Regions from separate parts of the Danio rerio genome. Here region 2 is linked to region 1. Evidence: chromatin contacts called from public Hi-C data. All regions are on one chromosome and are shown on one strand. The core of a region is the stretch at or near the end of the contact, and the rest is flanking DNA. Distances in the headings are between cores, read along the strand shown.

The links. A called contact is a pair of places that touch in the nucleus more often than the background predicts.
Region 2: a Hi-C map of an unstated tissue shows a contact between it and region 1, with 3 times the contacts expected there. The contact joins the enhancer-like site here to the promoter of dgkh in region 1. A contact is called at or near these places in 3 of 18 Hi-C or Micro-C datasets (caudal fin, hematopoietic stem cells and an unstated tissue).

The regions. Positions count from the first base shown.
Region 1 is chr9:19,420,183-19,423,426 of GRCz12tu, forward strand. It overlaps dgkh (diacylglycerol kinase, eta), which reads left to right and starts at 1,573. Exons shown (of 29, transcript XM_073912581.1): 1 at 1,573-1,795.
Region 2 is chr9:19,549,153-19,552,396 of GRCz12tu, forward strand. dgkh (diacylglycerol kinase, eta) reads left to right here. Exons shown (of 29, transcript XM_073912581.1): 20 at 1-95; 21 at 176-272; 22 at 1,139-1,246. LOC137496463 (a long non-coding RNA gene) reads right to left here. Exons shown (of 3, transcript XR_011016810.2): 3 at 557-1,659. Among named protein-coding and RNA genes, the nearest start is that of akap11, 49 kb to the right of the region's middle. Within about 2 kb of position 1,494, at least 5 of the 62 cell types and tissues checked have an H3K27ac peak or open chromatin away from gene starts, as enhancers often do.

The sequences.
Region 1 (3,244 bases), core at 323-2,822:
ATTACAGCATTCTGTTCAGTTAAAGAAAGAAAGGCAATTTAAATATAATAATAATATTAATATGTGATCGCGATTTTTTTGCTCAGAGGAAATACAGTTGTCTGAGCAATATAGTTTTTGAAGAGAGGGAGGCGCGGCAGGCGCCTATAATAAGGCTAAACATTATTAAATACCCACGAGACACTTGTGACTTTATATCACATTTGCATTATTTTTAAAAAATGTTTCTTTCCTGTTAAAAATAAATATATTTCCAATCTGATATGTAATGGGGAGAGAAAAAAAGTAGCACGAGTTCAATTGATGGTGGATTCGAACCGATTTTATGATTAATCGCCTCAAAAGAGGATGCCGTGAGCCTTACAAGGTGCGCCACTGCGGCTGTATTGCTCAGATGCTCTTTACTCATCTTGTCTCTATTAATCAGGCATCGATGGGCGTAAACCCCGACTAGCTTAGTCCAACTAGATGAGCCTAAAAAGACACTCCGAAATTGTCTTTTTTTTCTCCCCCCTCGCAGGGGCCCCTAGTGCGCACGGGCCCCTGGGCCTGTGCCCATAAGGCCCATTGGTTAATCCGGCCCTGAATAAGCGGAACCTGGGAAATTAGGGGGGCCCGGCCAATGCCAAAATAATATATTACATTTTTTTTATATACATTTTTTTATCATATGTTGTAAAATCTGTCTAAAGCCATTAAGAGTTTAATGTTACACTTGAGCGCTGCATGGTATCCTAGTGGGAAGCACGTTCGCCTCACAGCAAGAAGGTAACTTAGCTGGTTCGAGCCTCAGCTGGGTCAGTTGACGTTTCTGTGTGGAGTTTGTATGTTCTCCCAGTGTTTGTGTAGATTTCTTCTGGGTACTCCAGTTTCCTCCACAAGTCTAAAGACATGCCGTAAGCTAAATTGTCTGAGGTGTGTGTGAATGAGGATGTTTCCCAGTAATGGGTTAAAGCTGGAAGGGCATCCACTGCGTAAAACATATGCTGGATAAGTTGGCAGTTCATTCCGCTGTGGTGACCCCAGATTAATAAAGGGATTGAGCCAAAAATGAAATGAATGAATGAATGTTAAACTTAATTTCAAAACCAGGGATAATGGAAAACCGTGAATAATGGAATGTTCGCTCCATGCTTCACATCCAAATATTAAAATCTAATCATAAATATGGCTAATTAACTGTTAGTTTGTGAACTTGTTTTTTTTTTTTTGTTGCGCATTTATTGTATTTAAATAATTAAGAAGTTTATTTACAAAATAAATCAGCAGAGAAATAAAAAATATCTATAGAAAAAGAGAGTGTTTTGAGTTTTAAGGGCATGATTAAAATTTGGTCAACACAATTTAAGCACAATTTTTGCTTAACTAAAATAACAAAATTAGAATAATATTTATATTGGTATGTCATGTTTGTAGCAAAAATAAACATGTCTTTCTAAACAGTCTTGCGTTTTTAAGCCAAGGCTTGTTTATTGTTTTTACGTCTTTGAAAAAGTGGGATAAAAAGCAGGTTCCGTGACGTCACAAATTGCGCTCCAATTCCTTATAGGGATCTGACATTTATCACGTGGAGAGAAGCAGGCTCAGCCTCTGGGAGACCCTGATAGAGTAGGGAGGAGTGGAGAAAGGGAAATAACACTCGGTGTAATAGACTTGAACCATATGCCCGATTATACGAGTAAAAGTAGCGCGTCATTTGTGCTGAAAGCGTGTGCGGACAGATCCTAAGCACGGGGACTAGGAGAATATGGAAGATGACTGCCAATATACTCGCAGCCCTGCCTGGGAAGAACTGGTCAGTACTGCTGAACATTTTCTATTCGGACAGACGTCAAAGAGATCCTGTATAACCTTACATACATGCAGATCACTGTTTATAGGCGTTAATTAGGGATTTTAGATCTGATTGTGGCTTATCGCGATGTGAATGCAAGATCGCTGCAGTGATACGCGAAGAATCTTCCATCTTCAGCTGAGTTCGGTCGCTCATTAGGGGAGTTTACATTCCTCTGTACAAACCGATGAACTTTATAACGGGACTGATTTAACGTTAGCCATTAGCCTTTAGGTTAGTCATGTAAATGTTAAGTTATATATAGCCAATTAAACTTATTAGTTGTCATTTTGTGTGTTTATTTTTGGAACACAGGAAGTTGTACTTTTTATTTAAAACGAATAAATCAGGAAACATAACTGTGACGTGGGTTTTCTCAGTGACATTTGCTATCAGCTGCTGTTAGCTATTCAAAGTTACAACGGGGAGGAAATGTGCCAACCGCAATGACCCATTTTCATGTGGATATAGTGGAAGCAAATTATACTCTTGTGTAGGCTATTTGGTGACAATAGCCCTTACATTTAGAGATGTTGGAAATTAGAGACAGTTAAAGCTCTTTAGTGACATTTTTATAAATGTAGGCTACTGAATGTGACGATTTGAACAACTGATCAATAAAAGCAATCAATAGGTTAGGTCAACTGTTTTAATTCCCAAGACACCAATTAAAGACTACTTGCCAGCAAAGCATATAGTCTTTATTACAATAATGTTATTCTATTTAATTGTAAATGTGTGCAATTATGTGCTTATTTTATTTCCATGGCAAAAATGTGTGAAAATAAGATAAGACAAAAATTATATGTTATTTTTTTAGAGAGAGAGATGTTATGCATCCTAATTATTATTTTAGCGTCTGCAGCAAATCAACAATCAACATCTATACTAAACTTATTGGCGAACTACTACCGACATGTAAATGTGTAATAAATTGATTACATTTACTTATGTTATGTTGTTCAGTTGTTATAATGTCACATCCTGCATTAAATAGCTCCAACCCTCAACTGTTGCTATGGTTACAGTCTCAAGCGGGGGATTCTTTCATTTATAGTGCAATGTTATATCGTTACTTTTCTAACTTATAATGTTTATATTTGTACATTAACAACATTTCAGTACAAGTCTGAGTGACAAAACGATATTTTTTTTACCGCAACGCATAGGGCCCAGATTATTTTCGACACTGTACATATGCTTATTATAACGTTAAATATATTCGACTAATGTTTTTAGCGTCTAGGTAGAGTCTTTCCTCTGACAGCACGTTGCTTTTAGAAAGCGCGTCAGTGTCCAAACTAGTCTATTTGACCAGGTTTTGAGGCTCCGTCTTCTTATGGCTATAATGTTACAGGAGAAACATCTGTTGCTGTATCCTCCTTGCTATAGTTTGTGAGATACCCGTCC
Region 2 (3,244 bases), core at 244-2,743, 130 kb after region 1:
AAGTGTGTGATGAATAACTACTTTGGGATCGGCTTGGATGCAAAGATCTCACTGGAGTTCAACAACAAGCGTGAGGAGCATCCGGAGAAATGCAGGTACTTTACGAATTTAGCAGGAATTTAGTTTTATACCGAAACAGTAACAGGGATTAACTAGTTTACTTCTGACTATGCAGGAGTCGCACTAAAAACATGATGTGGTATGGTGTTCTGGGGACAAAAGAGTTGCTGCAGAGGACTTATAAGAACCTGGAACAGAAAGTTCAGCTGGAGGTGAGCTGAATTAAATGTTTTTTTAACACCATATCACACATGGATTAAATATTATATTATATTATATTATATTATATTATATTATATTATATTATATTATATTATATTATATTATATTAGAGCTGAACAAAGCAATTAAAAAATAAAATTCAATTAATATGTGAAAAAATATCATAGATTTCTTATATAATATATTTAAACTTAGTCAATTCACAAAATAGTGATAGTAAGGTAATCTTAGAAAATTAATACTAAATAAAACAGATATATATGGGGCAAATGTTGAACCAATTTGTGCGTATGGTACTTTTATTTTACATTAATAAATATGGAAACGGTTGATCATCTGTTGGTTATTAACTTGTGTAACAAGGTTTAAACAGTCCATTAATGTATTTTACTTTGTGTATTAATTTAAAGCAAGTTTCTTGAATGTCAAAATATATGAAAGGTTCTTGTTCTTTACTATTCTTTTACATATGATTGCAATCAATATTTGATCTATTTTAAACTCAGGGTATTCACAGTGTCTTAAAATGTCTTACTTTTCTAAAACAAAATTTTAGGCCTTAAAAAGTCTTAAATTCACTGTAGTTATGTCTTTTAGGTCTTAAATCATTTTAAACGGGTGCTAATTTTCCTTGTTTATAACACATCCAATCACCAACAGCACATCTCAAAACTATTCATAACTAATATTATAACAGTCTGTTGTGAATACATTTAGTGTATCTATGAATACAACTAAGGTCTGCTTATGCACCATGGTGTGACGCAACTGACTCTTAAAGGGAATGAGAGATGAGACTCTGATGTGTTTAATGCATGTTCTGGCTCCTCATGGTTGTTTGATTTGGTTTTTGCAGTGTGATGGCCAGTATATCCCACTCCCAAGTCTCCAAGGAATTGCTGTGCTGAACATCCCAAGCTATGCTGGGGGAACCAACTTCTGGGGCGGCACCAAAGAGGATGATGTAAGTCCTGGTGGTGGAGGTCATGAGGGCCTTTTCACTTCAAACAGCATTTTACATCCTGACCCTGAGCTCTGCAACCCTGTTTGAAGCCAGTTATGAGATGAAATATGACACTGTGTGTAGAGGAAATGATGTGGAGTTGTGTAATTAAAGCGTATGAGCTGGTCCTGGGTTGAGTGGTGTTGTCTAACATGCAGCTGGCTCCGAACAAAACCTTCTGAACCCGGGTGACACGAGTCTTTGTTCACAACAAGTGGCCTATTGGCAGCTTGTTTGTTTTAGCTCACATGGCCTCGTTCAGAATGAGGTTACCTCCGGACGTGGTTTGTGTTCTTCATGGTAGAGTTACAGAGGGACAGAGTGCCTGTGATCCTAGACAGGACGTTCAGGACTCAGAAATGTCCTCGTGTTCTCTAAGAAAGATGGAAAAGTGTTTAAAGGGTCATATTATGGATTTTTGGCAATTACCTTTCATGCAGTGTATAACACAGCTTGATGAAACCATTCTATCTATCTACTATCTATCTATCTATCTATCTATCTATCTATCTATCTATCTATCTATCTATCTGTCTGTCTGTCTGTCTGTCTGTCTGTCTGTCTGTCTGTCTGTCTGTCTGTCTGTCTGTCTGTCTGTCTGTCTGTCGGTCCGTCCGTCCGACCGACCGACCGACCGACTGTCCGTTCGTCTGTCTATCTACCCATCTGTCTATGCTTCTATCTATCTGTCTGTCTATGCATCTATCTATTCGTCTATCTATCTATTTATCTATCTATATATCGATCTATCTGTCTGTCTGTCTGTCTGTCCGTCCGTCCGTCCGTCCGTCCGTCCGTCCGTCCGTCCGTCCGTCCGTCCGTCCGTCCGTCCATCCATCCATGTACATAATTATCTATGTACTGTATCCATCCATCCATCCATCTATCTCACTCTAAAACTTGTATGCACTATTATGATTTGCACTACACATCCACCTGACCAAAAGGACCATCAGTCAGCTGCTGTGTATATGATTATTGGAATATAATATTATTTTTTTGCTTATTTTTTAGGGATATTCCTATTGAAATTTCAAAGCCAATGCTATGAAATTTCATTCTGTGTACACTAGTCAATGTGAATGACATTTAAGTCAAGTCAAGATGCATCGCTGCATTTGGACGTAAAGTGAATTTACACTTGAGCAACTTCAACACTACAATGTAATCTACAATGGTTGTGTATATTTGTCTGCCCTTGTCTTTAATCTACACCTCCCTTAACACCTAGGCTGCATCCAAAATCACCTACTACTTAGTAGGTACTGCATTTGAATTTAAATGTACTACTCGACTGTTGGAAAAGTACGTTCTATACTGTATGAATTGAACTTCAACGTACTACATGCAGTATAACATTTTGTCACATGACCTACCCCCATGACCTGTCAGTAGCGTCGCTTCACTCCCATTCATGAATTATGTTGTGGTGTACCATGGGATAGCGTAGTGTCCATCGGATGCGGACTTCACAATATTACCAGAAGAAGTTGTTAATTCGCATACAGATTTTAGCGTACTATATAGTATGTAAGTATGCAATTTTAGACTCTACCCTACTATAGATGCGCATGATGTAATCATTGTCACGGACATAACAATGGTGGCGTTTTCAAAAACCTTTACTTTAATGGTATTAAAGCGGCCTATTATTGTGGCCAGCCAGAGGCACACATGTGCAATAATCATGTTGTCTAATCAGCATCTTGATTTGCCACACCTGTGAGGTTGATGGATTATCTTAGGAAAGGGGAAGTGATGCACAGATTTAGACAAATGTGTCAACAATATTTGAGAGAGATAGACCTTTCAGTTTTAGATCCTTGAGTTTGGCTCATGAAAAATGGGAGCAAAAACAAAAGTGTTTTGTTTATAATTTTGAGAAAAATTAGCCAGTTATTTTCTCAAAAAAACTAATTTTCCTGAAATGTAATGAGTTTATTGTCAATTTTATTTCAA